Linked DNA regions of Ovis aries: region 2 is linked to region 1. A link is a contact called in public Hi-C data. All regions are on one chromosome and are shown on one strand. The core of a region is the stretch at or near the end of the contact, and the rest is flanking DNA. Distances in the headings are between cores, read along the strand shown.

Region 1 (7,088 bases), core at 1,400-3,899:
CCCCATCTGTAACATGGGAGAGAGGATGGGTTGGTTCATGACCAGCCTCCTATTTGACCTAAAGCACTATGAAAATAGTTTCAATCAATTCCCTCTTGAATTAATTCAATATTTATTATGCACCTATTGTGTACCAGGCACTCTTCTAGACCTGCCCTGCCCCCGTGGAGCAGAAAGTGAATGATGAAGGCAGATACAAACCATAAAATCTCATTGAATCTTGGACACCCTCTCCTGAAATCACTCTCCATGCCTCGTGGAATTTTAGTCTTCATAGTCTAAAATCACTGAGGGGATTTCTCTGTTCACATACTGATCTTGCTCCCTCAGCAGTCTCCAGGGTCAGCCAAGCCGGGACCCAGCTTCTCTTTGGTTGCTGTAGTCTGACCACCCAGCCACAGGGCCCTGACATACAGTAGGCACTTGGGAAATATGTGTGGAATGAGCTTGAAAATAAATGACGGACTAATGTAGACTGGAAAACAAGACCTCCCCTAATCCTGGGTGAGTCATCACCCACTTTGCAGATGAGGAAATTGAGACTCAGGAAGGCAAACCGTTTGCCCAGTCCCACAACCGCAGCTAAGCAGTGTGTGGCTGTGGGATGCAGCAGAGGAAGCTTGGGAGCCCAGAGGAGCATTCCCAGACCCCCACCCCCACCCCAGAGTTGCCACACATCCAGCTGGAGATGCGCTGATGGGGGGTGGGTGGTTGGGAGGGCGAGGGACAGTGCGAAGCAACTCAGGGGTCTCTGTCTCAGTCCCCAGGAGTGGAGATGCTGTGTTGGCAGGAGATTAGTAAAAGCCTGGCGCTGATGGGGGAGCTTCCGGCGCCCTGTCCCCAATTCTGGGAGCTGGGGCTCCTGGGACCCTGATTCGTTGGGGCCGGGCAGCTCCGGTCTCCGAAGCTGGGTAGAGACATCCCCCGCCCCCACCTTTCCCCCCCTCCCCGAGCCTACCCGGGAATCCCGATTCGGGGTCCTCCCTATACACCCTCAGCCTGGAGGCCAGCCTGCAGCCCTCAACCGGCTACGTGGGGGGCCCTGCCTTTCTTGGGGAGCGATGGAATTCCCCCTTCCCCGCCCGGAGCCTCTCCCTCCCAGGGGCCAGGTCCCCCTCCCGGCCGCAGTCGTAGTCCAAAGCTTACCTTGCAGGGGGGCTCGGGAGGGGATGCCCCGCCCTCTCCGGCCTGGGGGGCGGGAGGGGACCGGGGTGTCCAGACCCTTTGTTTGCCGGGGTGTGTGTGTGTGTGTGTGTGTGTGTGTGTGTAAGTGTGAGATCGGGAGCCCCGCTGGGATGTAGGTCCGTGCGCGCGCGTACCCGGGCCTTGACGGCCGCTGTGATGCTGAACTGCCAGGGTTGGAGGAGGAGGAGGAAAGGGGGACTCCCCCGCCCCCGCCCGCCTACTCGCGGGTTTGAATGGACCGTGAGGGGGAGGGGCAGCGGCGGGCGGGCGCTTTTGTCCGGATGGCCCCACCCCTTCCCGGGGCCGGGGAATCCCCCACACCCCACCCATTTAAAGACCTTTACTCCTTCCTCTCCAGCGCCCCCCCAAACGCCTGCTTGGTTGGGGGGAGTCTGGAAGAGGCGCCCTTCACTCAAGTGGCTGAATCTCTACCCATTCTCCCTGTCCCCCGCCCTGCGCCCTTTAATCTGAGATAATCCTGGCCCTAGGCTGCAACGCAGCCTTTTATCCCGGTATCAAAGCGTGGGTAGGGATACATGAAAATGTGTGGCTGCGGTCGCCCAAGCTCAGTGTAATAGAGTTCTTAGAGTCTGGAACGAGGAAGGGGATCCCAGACGAAAGAGGGAGGGACTGCGAGGAGTCCCAGAGTACCTCGACGGAGAAAGACCCCCTGCGTGCGCACTTCCAAGCTCTTCCACCCCTCCCCCACCTGGCGCGGGGCACCCGCACTGGCCGCTAGTTAGACACTAGCGACACCCAGCGGATGCATGGGGAGCCGCCGTAGACAAGCTAATGAGGCCCGTTAAGTGCGGTCGGGTGATTCCAGAGGGGGCGTGTATGCGCGAATCCCCGCTAAGGAGTGGCAGAAGATGGGGGAGGCAAGAGGGGAAGCTGTGGTCCGAGCCAGGGAAACACCAGGTCTCAAGGCAGGGCCACATCGCCCCCATCTCGACTCCTCGAGGGCAGGGCCACAACCTTCCTTCACTTAGACCCTCCTAGAGCAGGGCCTTGTACCCCTTGTACTGGGAAGGTCCTTTCCCATCAGGCACCATCTCCAGGACAAAGTTAAGTCCCTCTTCACAAAAGACGGGAGCGAGGTCTTTTCGCCGAGGCCGAGCCCCAGTAGTGGGCTCAGGCTGACGTCACTGTGGCGTGGCTAAGAGGACAATCCTCTTTTTCAGTCTCGCCAACTGCCCCCTCTCCCAAGGCTGCCGTAAACGCCCACCGTGGGGTAGCGGGAGATGAGGGGGGCTCGAGGTTGGAGAACCCACCCGTAATTCCCCAGGAAGGGCCTAGTGGAGGCCGGAAGCCGGATGGGGTGAGGTCTCAGCGGACTCCCGAGAGCCGGAACACGTGCGCAGGGCTCTTTAAGAACTTGGTCGCCAGTGCCGCTGCTGAGGTTACTAAGGATGTGACGTCACGCGAGGGAGGGGTGTAAGCGTCAGGGCGGAAGCGGAAGGGGCGGGGCTCCGCGGGCTGTGTCTCAGTGCTGCCGCTGCCGCCGCCGCCGTCGCCGCCACCGCTACCAGAACCCTGGAGGGCTGGGCCCCGAGGCAAGATGGTGGACTACAGCGTGTGGGACCACATCGAGGTGTCTGATGATGAAGACGAGACGCACCCCAACATCGACACCGCTAGCCTCTTCCGCTGGCGGCACCAGGTAGAGCTCGCGCGCCCAGCCCCTTCCCCCACTCCCGGGACTCCGCTTCAGAGTTCTGACCCCCTGATACTGCCGGGGGGCCCCAGCCATTGATACCTGGGATTGCCCCCTACAGCCTGGACTTTCCGAATAGCCTAGGGTTCTTCGATTCAATTCCGGGGCCATAGAATTGCCGGGACCCCTGAGTTCCTTGCCCGCGATGCCGGCGCCGCCCCCCCCCCCCCACCCCCACCGCCCCGCGCTTCCAGTTTCTTCTTGAAACGCCAGGTTGACCTGTACGGTATATTTTTAGAATTTAGACTGCCAAGACAAGCTTTTGACGTGCCTCCCAATCCTGCTTGGGATCTTCCATTTACACCCAGATTTCTACCTCAGAATCTGGATCCTGAACCTAGTCGGGTACCCAGTTAAGATCTTGGCTGTTCCATGGCTCCTCCTAACCCCTGTGCTCAGTCGCTTCAGTCGTGTCCAACTCTGTGACCCCATGGACTGTAGCCCGCCAGGCTTCTCTGTCCGTGCGATTCTCCAGGCAAGAATACTGGAGTCGGTTGGCATTTCCTTTTCCATGGGATCTTCTCGATCCAGGGATCTTTTATGTCTCCTGCATTGGCAGGCAGGCTCTTTACCACTGGCCCCGTCTGGAAGTCCTCCAAAACCCTAGAGTTCCCAATAGTTTAAGTCTGTTCTGCGACCTGCTTTTCTGGATCCTTATGGTTCAGATCCAGAAGTCTTACTCCTCTGAATAAAATAATTCTGTCTTCCCCTGAGATTTCTGTTCCTGGCTTGGGACTCCAACCCACACCCAGGACCCCTCCCCTAGAACAAAGATTGGTACCCCCTCCCCCCAAGGCCCTCAGTCTCATCTAGGCCTGGAATTTTGAAACTTGGGTCCTGTTCAGAATGAACCACCACCTCCACCCTGATGGAGCCTCCAATTCCGGAGGCTCTTCTTTAGCCTCTGGTACTGTTAGACCCAATTTCCCATTACATCAGGAAACCCTACCCACGTGGCTTCCTGCCCAGCCAGAACCCCTGCCCCTCCTTGGTACCTCACACCCAGTCCCCGCCCACCCCCAAGACAGACTTCCAGTGGGAACCTTTGCCAGCTTCAGAATGCCACATTCAAACCCAAGTCCAGGACCCAAATCCATCCCATCTCCCTTCTGACCCAAACTTGGTGTGCTATTCTCAGACATCCACAATGACCCTGCTGTTACAAGGAACCCACCCATCCTGATTCCAGATTCACCGCCCCTTCTTTTATCTATTTTCCCCCAAATACAGACCCCCAGAATCCCAAGTCTGTATGTTCTTTCGACAACCTGCAACCCCCCCCCCCACCCCCGCAGCCGCTCAGCTGTGCTCACAGACCAACAGAATGGCTCTCCTGAGACCTTGTGTGCTAACTTCTTGCTCCACCAACTCAGAGCTCCTACACCCACATTCCAGGGGCTGCTTTGCTCTCACACTTATGGAATATACCTTCTAGAACTTTCCAGTTAGGAAAACCTCATTCTGTCTTCCCATGTATCAGCTTGCAGTTGTTTATCCAGAAACACCTAGAAGCGCCCTTCCTCATCCTGCTGAGACACAGTATCCGTGCCTACATCTAGTCCCAGTTCTGGGTCCAACCCATTACTTAAAGCAGCAGCCTCCTGGCTAGGGCTTCCCTGGTGGCTCAGATGGTAAAGAATCTGCCTGCGGTGCAGGAGACCCAGCTTCAATCCCTGGGTGGGGAATATCTCCTGGAGTAGGGAATAGTGACCACTCCAGTATTCTTGCCTGGAGGGAGAATCCCATGGACAGAGAAGCCTGGTGGACTACAGTCCATGGGGTTGCAAAGAGTCGGATACGATTAAGCGACTAACCCTTTCACCTGGCTAGTGTACCTGGTGGGAAAGCCACTGGAGTGGAAAAAGAAAGTTCTAGTATTTCTCTCTTGCCATATGTGACATTTTATGATGAAATATTGAAGCTCTCCGCAAAGCTTTAAAGCTCATTCTCGGGAACACCTATTCTTGTCACGAAGTTGATCTCTATCACCAGGTTTGGTCCTGCTGGTTTGGGAGGCCATGCCCGCTCTCATACAGCATCCTCCTCTCACCACGCCCTACTCCCTCCTGGCGCAAAACCTTTCCCTGTCCAACCGCTGAGGACCCAGGGCTGTCGTGGAGATGAGTGGAGGCAGGGAGCCTGGTGTCTCCAGCACGAGGTTCAGCTGCCAGTGACTGGCAGCCTGGGCTCCAGCCCTGCCACAGGACCATCACTGCTTTGGGGGAGCGAGCCCTCCGCCTCCATGAGACTGTCGTGAAAATGAAATGAGATTAGATCTTGAAAGAACTTGGCTCGGCGCCTGGGAGGAAAGAGTAAGCAATACCAAGAGTGGAAGAGGGGATTAGCCAAAAGGTAGCCTGGTACCCTTGTGAGCGCAGGCCTGCCCGACTGGGTTCATATCCTGCTCCTTCTGCATATCACTGACTTGCTGTGATCCAGTGAGGGTTTTTTTTTTTTTTTTTTTTTAATTAATTTGACCGCACAGGGTCTTAGTTATAGTGTGCTGGATCTTTAGTTGCAGCATGTGGAATCTATTAATAGTTCCCCGACCGGAGATCGAACTGGGGCCCCTTGCATTGAGAGCACAGAGTCTTAGCCACTGAACCACCAGGGAAGTCCCCGGAAGTGAGTTTTGATCGCTGTGTGCCTCAGTTTCCCCAGTTGGCAGTCTTAATAGTACCCACCCAATAGGCTTGTGAGAGCCACCTTATGAATTTAACATGTGTACTGCTTGCAAGACAACACTGGAACATAATAAGCTTTGTGGAAACTTTAGCTCCTGTCATCATCATTGCTTGGATAATTCATGCTCATGGTAAAAAATAAAAACTAATCCCAAGGCTCCAGAAGGGGACAAGTGAGTCTTCCCAGTTCCAGCTCCCTGGCTCCCTTGGCCAGAAACAGCTGCCAACCCTGGTTTCTTGTGGCTCCTTTCAGTGAGCCAGGCGGCATCCAGGTTCTGTGAGCCTTGGGTGCCCCCGTCTCTGTGTAAGGCAGGGAACAGGGACGCCTGTGGCCCCTTCTCGCCACACCTTTCTGCCCTGCCCAGCCTGACAGCCTCTCCCGGAGGTGTAAAGCCCAGGTCAGGCAGGCTGCCACCCCCAGCAGTTCCACGAGGCCTTTATTTAGCTTTGGCCTCCCTGGCGGCTGCTCAGAGGATGCTGGAGGATTTTGATGGCCACCTAGCAGACACCAGCAGTGTGGTAGGTTCCTGCTATCCCCTGAGGCCAGCGGTGATGCTAATAACCCCTCTCAAGGCAGGGGGAAGGTTTCAGAAGGACACAGGCCTGTCGTGAAAAAAGGGAGGCAGTAGCGGCTGCAAGGCCTTAAGGGTCTTGTCCACCCCTTAAACAAATGGGAAAAGTGAGGCTCATGATTGGTCATGTCAGTCCAGTGGGGTGTGAGAGAAGGGCTCGGGTCTCCCGGCACTCACCCATGAGTGCCTGGAGTCAGCAAACCATTCTGGTGACCGTGGCCATGGCGGTGGTGAGGACAGGATGTTGCCAGCGGTTTCCTTGAGGTAACTCATTTAATCCTCACAACAGCCCTGTGAGGCCCCATTTCATAGGGCTTCCCAGGTGGCGCTGGTGGTAAAGAACCCGTCTGCCAGTGCAGGAGACACCAGAGTTGTGGGTTCAATCCCTGGTTGTGGAAGATCCCCTGGAGAAGGAAATGGCAATCCGGAGGAGCCTGGCGGGCTGCAGTCCATAGGGTCACGAGAAGTCGGAAACGACTGAAGCGATTTAGCACACCCATTTCATAGAGGGGGACACCAAGGCAGGGGGAGGTGTAAGCGACTTTGCTAAGGTCACACTGCCAGTAGGTGTGGAGCTGGGTGCTCTGATGCAGTAGCAACTGCTCCCAGTTACCAGGCATGTACCGGGTATCGAGCTAAGCACTTGAAGTGCACTTCTTGTTTGAGCCCCAGTACCGTCCCCAGAAAGGGAGACCGTCCCGTTGGGCAGACAGTGATGACAGCAGCCCGTGTGGTCATGGGCTGACTGCACGTCCAGCACAGCTCTGGCTGTACAGCCTCTTTTGTGTCTTCCAGTGCAAGCTCGTGAGGTTGGCACTGTTTTCTGCCTCTGACAGATGAGGAAACTGAGGTTTGGGGATTGGCCCAGAGACTCCCGGCCATTATGTGGTGGCCATGGGGTATGACCCCCGGTTTGGGGTCTCAAGGCTTTCC
Region 2 (7,088 bases), core at 1,211-3,710, 130 kb before region 1:
GAAGATCATTGAGAAGAGTGGTTACCAGGCCCTGCCCTGGGTCCGCTATATCACCCAGAGTGGCGGTAAGGTGGCCCGGCTCCCTGAGATGACAGGGACAAGGAGATGAATGGGCATGGTCTTGGGGCTTTGAAACATCTTGTCTCAGAGAGCTCCAAAACCGACAGGCGTGGCCCTCAGGTCTATCCTATCTTTGTCAGTGTGCCCTCCCGAGTCTCGGTTTGCCTATCTTTAAAATGGGGACAGTTGCCAGTTCCAGGGTGGTGGTGGTGGGGTTTGGATAAGCAACTGAACACACAGCAGCCCCGTCTGTTGCCTGGAGACAGGCATGTTGCTGTGGTTACAGTCGCCATGTTTGAGCCCATCCTTAGCCCTGTTACAAACTTGTGGGGTTGATCATGAGCACTGGGGAAGGGGATGGGTTGTGGGTGGGGGTGCTGTCCTGTCTCCTTCCCCCAATTCTGAGATGGTCCCTGCTCATTGTTTCCCTACAGATTATCAACTTCGTACCAGCTAGAAGGGAGAAGTGGGGGCCTGAACCTGGGCTGTCTTCTCCCCAGGCCCCACTGCAGCCTCCACTAAAGAAGGAGGGAAGACGGGGTGTGTGTGTGTGAGGGCAGCTCTTGAATTACTGGTTTGTTACTCCCAGCACCTGACTTGCTCCTACCCATTTCCTTTACTGGTAGGCTGGGAGTGATAATCTCCAGCTCTCAGACTCTCACCCCTCCCCCTCCCCCAGTTTTATATGAAGAAATAGAAGAGGGGCTTGAAGTCCCCCTCATGAGTGCCTTTTTGCAGTGACCTGCCTTAGGAGGCGTGGGGAGTCCCTCCTCCACAGCTGCTGAGCCCAGAGGCCCCACTGGTCCATTTCTGAGTTTTAGGATGGCATTAAAAAGATGAATCTAGCTGCTGTTATGTACTTTTTGGCTGGGGGCTGGGGATGTCAGAGGTGCCCCTGGGGTGCTGGGAAAAGAGTGGGCAACATATCCATTTCTCAGCCCTGGTCATCTCTCAGCTGGGCCCTCGCAATTGCTCCCACCTTGGGCTCCCAGGCTCTGGGCTTCCCTCTCCCATGACAGCCAGTTCCCATCATAGCCACCAGAGGGCGCCTATTAACTCCTAAACTAGACCGTGGCTCCTCAATACAGAAGCTTCCCAGGGTTCCACCCATTGATTTCTGTCGTTTTGAGCAGCTTGAGGGACCGTAGTTCCCCGACCAGGGATTGAACCTGGACCCCCTGCAGCAGATGCGCGGAGTCTTAACCACTGGACCGCCAGGGAAATTCCCCATTCTTTTTAAAAAGTAAAAGTGCTCACCACAGCCCACACACCTGTTCACCCCTCACCTCCTCCCCCTTCTCTCCCTCTCTATACCTCGCTCTTCCTGGACTTACTAGACATGGTTACAGCTCAGGGCCTTGGAATCTGTAGCGCCTCCACCTGGTATGTTTTTCCTGAGAGACACACGGCTCCTTCCCTCACCTTCAGGTCTCAAATCAAATGTCACCTTCTTAGGGTGGCCATGCCCGACCTCTCTATTTCAAAGCCTTCTTTTCCCAAGACACCATTATTTATCTCATTTTGTCAGCTCCACAGTGTATAGCACTCTGAAAATATTTATTGTCGTCTCCAGCTCTAAAAGGTAAGTATCCAACAGTCAGGAGGCACCTGGCTTGCTTTCTACTGGGGTGCATAGTACACAGTAGCAGGTCGGTAAATGTGTGAAGGCCCCGCTATTGAAGGCCTCTGTTAAGAGCCTGCGACGCGACTCTCGCCTCCCAGTCTCACCCACGTGGCAGCTGGTGAATGAACTTTCTTCCACACCCTTGCATTTGCTGTGCCAGGGCTGGCGCAATCTGAGCCAAACGTGATTCCTTTTTCACTCACCCCATTTCCATGCTTTATTTTCCTCACGGTGCTTAACACTAAAATTACTCAGTAGCTCGAATGCAGGACCCCCAGCGCCAGGAACGGCTCCAGCACACAGTGAGTGAATGAAATAAAGCACTTTGCACAGTAAGAACTAACGAATATTATCGCACCGCATAACTCCAAACTGGGCGGTCCCAGCCCTGCCTCCTTTTCCCTCGGAAGTGCCGAGGTCCCGGAGCAGCCCGCGCTACCCTGCGCCTGACCTTTCTCCCCTGGGTCAGTTAAACGGGCCCTCTTTCCCGCCCGCCCGTCGCTTTTGAAAAACCGAAAACCCCGCCATTGTTCGCGGTTCACCGGTCGCCGCAGTTCGTCCAATCAGAAGCGGGCCCGCCCACGCCGGCGCCCAAAGCCTCCCTGGCAACGCGTGGCCATTGGCTGCGCTGGCAAGGAGGGCGGAGCACTACAGGGTCGGGAGCCGGGCATCGCAGCTGGGCTACAACGTAGCAAGTTCATAAGAAAACAAATCCGCGGAGTTTGGGGGCGGGGCCGCGAGAGCTCTGGCTCCGCCCCCTAGCGGCCTGCTCCGCAGCGGCGGAGACGCTGGCTCAGAACAGACCCCGCCCGAAGAGGAGGAGGGAGGGTGAGTTGGGGGGAGACCCGGCCCCCAAGGGGCGGGCGCCGGGCAGGGCCCAGCGGGCTAGCGGAGGGTTGGGCCTGGGCTCTCAGCCCCTCTCTACCCACCGGCTGACAGGGGGAGGAGCCGGCCGGGAGGGCGGGGGTCGCGCCCGAGACCCGGACAGGAGAGTCCGACCTCTTTGCAGGCCGGCGACGCTGCGGGAGGGCTGTTCGGGCTAGCGCCGGTGGGCTCCCCCTCACTGACCGCCGCGGGGTGGGGCGGGGGGCTTCGCAGGCCGCCAGTATCGACATGCTGCTGGAAGAGGTCCACGCCGGCGACCGGCTGAGCGGGGCGGCGGCCCGAGGAGACGTGCAGGAGGTGCGCCGCCTTCTGCACCGCGAGCTGGTGCACCCAGACGTTCTGAACCGCTTTGGCAAGACGGCGCTGCAGGTGAGCCCGGGCAGGCCCGCAGACCCCTTCCCTCTTCTCTCCTTGTTCCCGTTGGTAGCCGACTGAGGTCTGTTCCTGCGTCTCTGGGCTGACTTGGCTCCCTAATGTCCCCTTTCTTAGGTGGGTGGTGGATGGGGTTAGGTTGGGGGGAGGGGAGAGCTTTCCATCTTTGGAGGATTCCTTGTTCTCTGATTGCGAAGGATTCAGTTTCCCTGGAGAAGTTCTTATTCCCTGGGTGAGGGTTCACCTTCTTTGGATCCGAGTTTCATGAGGGCAGCTCCAATGTCTTGGAGCATCTATGGACGATCCGACCGCAGGAAGGAAGGATTCCTGTTTCCAAGGTGTACCCATTTTCAGGGGGTTCTCTGCGAGGTATCCAGTTTCCTGTGGGGGAGAATCTCTATTCCCGCGGGGTTTTCTTACTGGCATATTTGGGGAGGGGGATACCAATAAGGGAGTAGTCACAGATTACATGGGAGTCCGTGTTCCCTTGGGGACATTTACAAAAGGGGAACCCCATTTCATCAGAAAGGATCCCTACTATATGGGAGGGGGAAATTCCTTGGAGGAGTTTTAAATTCCCTGGCCATCTCCATTTCCTGGAGGGGACTGTTCTCTGAGGTCTGTTTCCTGGTGGGGTTCATAGTTCCTGATGATTTCCCATCTGTGGGGAGAAGTGTCTCTGGTTCCTTGGGGGAGGGTCTTAGTTTCCTTCAAAATTTCCACGGGGGTATACCCTAGCGGGGGGCGGGGGGTGACCAGTTTTTTGAAGTTCCTTATTCCCGGGAGATCTTGTTCTCTGGGGTCTCAACAGCTGCCTGAAAGTTTTTGTTCCCCGGAGTTTTTCCTTCTCTTGAGAACCTTGTATCTGGCATTGTCAACCCCTCTCTCCAGTCACCCGTTTCCCCAGACCTCCTCCTTTGGAGACTCCCTGACCCTTCTCTACCCCCATCCCCCCACCAGGTCATGATGTTCGGCAGTCCCACCATTGCCCTGGAACTCCTGAAGCAAGGCGCCAGCCCCAACGTCCAGGACGCCTCGGGCACCACTCCGGCCCACGATGCAGCCCGCACTGGATTCCTTGACACCCTAAAAGTGCTGGTGGAGCACGGTGCCGATGTCAACGCACCCGATGGCACCGGGGCGCTCCCCATCCACCTGGCAGTGAGAGAGGGCCACACCCCTGTGGTCAGCTTCCTGGCTGCCGAGTCTGATCTCCATCACAGGGACGCCAGGGGGCTCACACCCCTAGAGCTGGCACGGGGGAGAGGGGCCCAAGAGCTCATGGACATACTGCAGCGGCACACAGTGGCACCCCTGTGACCTGGGGCCACCCACTCCAGCAGCAGGACCCAGCTGAGTTCTGTGTCAGAAGAGGGAAGAAACACTTTCTCCTTTTGCTCCTCCTGCCCGCGGCCGAGGGGCACCGGTTTGTGGCTTGTTGGTGTTGATTTCTGGGGTGTGTGTGTTTGACGTGCATTTCTCGTTTTTTTTTCTCACCCCTTTCGGTGTGTTGGGCAGAGAAGGGCTCCTAGAGGCAACAGCCACCTGAACGGTTCAGTTTCCTCCACGCCTACAGACTGAGTCCCAAGGGCAGAGCGTTTAAAACCCCAGCCCTCGAGAGTGAGGGAGTGAGGTCATCTCTTCCAAGGCTCTTGGAACCTGTCGACCTTGGCCGGCTTACGGAGAGAGACCTCAAGTGTGCACACTGCTTTCCGGCATGGGGGAGGGGGGAGTGTTCCAAATCGATAAAAGGGTAGTATGAGTTCATTAATATTTTGTTGAAAGCTTCATTTCCAGTCCCTTTGTACAGCGTTTAAAAAAAAGTCTATTTATTAAGCTTTATAGAAAATATTGTTGTGTGTGTAATTTAATGTTTTTACCCATTAAATTAAGACTTGTGCATGACCACAGCTCTAGTGGCTTGTCATTTTTGATACGCGATGGAGAGTCGCGTATCCTGGATGTTTGTGGGGATGGGCCCTGGGGGTCGAGGATCGTGGATGCTTTGGAGGAGGGGAGAGAGTGGTAATTCCCAGGGCGCCAGGGGTGAGTGAGTTGGGTGGGGCAGCGGTTTACGCTGTCGGAACGGAAGGGAGGCAGGAAACCGCGAGTGGAGAAAGGGCCCCCAGATGTCAGCTGGGTGCCGGGAGCCCCGAGGGTGGGGGAGTGGGATGGGCGGTGGCTGCAGCCTTCCCCGCAGAGGCGTGGCTCGTGGGCGGGGACTGCGGTCCCAGGGCCAGGGATCCCGGAAGGGCCCGGGGCAAGGTTCTGGGCGGCCCAGGAGGCTCCGCCCCTATTTAAAGTAAACTGTGCGTAGCCCCGCCTCCAGGGAGGCGGTGCTTCCCTGACGCGTGCGCAGTGGGTCGGAGAGCAGCCATGCCGGAGCCGCGCGGGTCGTCGCCCCTGCGGGTGAACGCGGCGTTTGCGGCGAGGTACGGCCGCTACCGTGAGCGAGAGGAGCTGCAGCGGCGTGAGTGCGGGGCGCATGCGCGTGGGGAGCCGGCGCCTGTTGGGGAGTCTGCAGGTGGGCCTTGATCTGGTCCCCCAGGCTCACCTGGGTGGGGGGCTCGCATCTTTGTCCCACAGTGAAAGATCGCTACGGAGACCGGCGCAGCGGCAGCGACTCCAGCTCCGAATCTGATTCCAGCGACGAGCACGTGGTGAGCTTCTCCGCCTCCGTTCCGGAGTTGCGGGAGGTGTCCAGGGGCGTGTCTCATCCTGGCCCGGACTTACAAGGGGCAACTAACCTCCAACCCCATTGCGCCTTCAATCCCTGACAGTCTAACCATTTCTCCCTGTCTGCCTCTGTTCCCAAAATGGGGCATCCCTCTGCCACGTGGAGCACCCAGCTTTTCCCCACACCAGCTCTGATCTTCCCAGACTCACTGAGCCATCCATCCCTTCCTTTGTTTTTCATATGCCTTCGCTGCCACCTGCCCCTGTATCATCCATCCCGTATTGATTCCAGGAAGTACCACCACCCCCTTGCCTGCTACCTTTTTTTGCTTCCTATTCTCTACTCGTGTGTGGTCCACCCCCACGGGGTCCCCTTGACCCTCCCTCCCACTGAGATCCAGCCCTCCAGCCCTCCCCCAACCTTCCTCTACCCAGCTGGATTCTCCCATCTTCTAACCTGTACCCCTCCCTACACCCTAATTCCCACACTCTCAGCCCTTCTGCCCCTGTGGCTTACTGCCCCCATCACAGCCCGCTTCTGAAATCTGTCCCCACCCCCTTTTTCTGCTTTAGGAATTTGACCCTCAGCAAGAGCGTGACTTTTACAGGACTCTCTCCTTGTTGAAGAAGAAGGACCCCCGCATTTATCAGAAAGATGCCACCTTCTATCAGCAAACAGGTCTGGGGCTGCTTCTCATGGGATCCTGGGTCCTCACTGCCTTAGAAGCTGTTGTGGCTATTTAATGAATCTTTCCATGGTGGCTCAGACAGTCAAGAGTCTGCCTGCAATACCTGGGTTCAATCCTTGGGTCAGGAAGATCCCCTGGAGAAGGGAATGGCTACCGACTCAAGTATTATTGCCTGGGAAATCCCATGGACAGAGGAGTCTGGCAAGCTACAGTCCGTAGGGTGCAAAGAGTAGGACACAACTGAGCAACTAACACTTTCACTTTTTTTTTCACCTACAAGTCAGAACTGATTAGCAGAGGGACTTCCTTGGTCGTCCAGAGGTTAAGACTGCACTTCCATCCCTGGTGGGGCAACTAAGATCCCACAGGCCACGCAGCACAGCCAAAAGAAAAAAAAACTGATTACTAATCAGCTAAGAGTGTCCAGGGTTATGACCTGTTGTTACTAATAATGGCTGTGTGTCTGGCACTGTTCTGAGTGTGAATTACTCACCGAGTGATCACCACCAGCTATTACCAGGTAGTAGCAAGTGTGATGCCTATTTGATAGCTGGGAACTGGTGGCTAGGGGATTTGAAACCTCCGTCTGACTCTGGCCCAGCACAGTTATTCTCTGCCTGGGGGAGCAAGGGGGTTGTGGGTGTGGGTGATGACAGGTGTCTTGTGGTGGCCCTGCAGTATCATCCTCAGACAGCGAAGAGGAGCTGGCAGCTGAGAAGCGAAAGAAGGTGCAACCCATGTACCTGAAGGACTACGAGAGGAAGGTTATCCTGGAGAAAGGA

Evidence for each region. A called contact is a pair of places that touch in the nucleus more often than the background predicts.
Region 2: a Hi-C map of muscle shows a contact between it and region 1, with 11 times the contacts expected there. The contact joins the promoter of CDKN2D here to the promoter of CDC37 in region 1. A contact is called at or near these places in 15 of 16 Hi-C or Micro-C datasets (blood, hypothalamus, liver and 7 more).

The regions. Positions count from the first base shown.
Region 1 is chr5:12,788,071-12,795,158 of ARS-UI_Ramb_v3.0, reverse strand. CDC37 (cell division cycle 37, HSP90 cochaperone) reads left to right here and starts at 2,649. Exons shown (of 7, transcript XM_060416283.1): 1 at 2,649-2,845. The coding sequence starts at 2,744.
Region 2 is chr5:12,921,244-12,928,331 of ARS-UI_Ramb_v3.0, reverse strand. CDKN2D (cyclin dependent kinase inhibitor 2D) reads left to right here and starts at 2,460. Exons shown (of 3, transcript XM_042249945.2): 1 at 2,460-2,512; 2 at 2,783-2,938; 3 at 3,902-4,851. The coding sequence starts at 2,798. The coding sequence ends at 4,261. It overlaps KRI1 (KRI1 homolog), which reads left to right and starts at 5,299. Exons shown (of 19, transcript XM_042249942.1): 1 at 5,299-5,373; 2 at 5,528-5,601; 3 at 6,191-6,296; 4 at 6,985-7,088. The coding sequence starts at 7,044. It overlaps AP1M2 (adaptor related protein complex 1 subunit mu 2), which reads left to right. Exons shown (of 10, transcript XM_060415468.1): 10 at 1-905.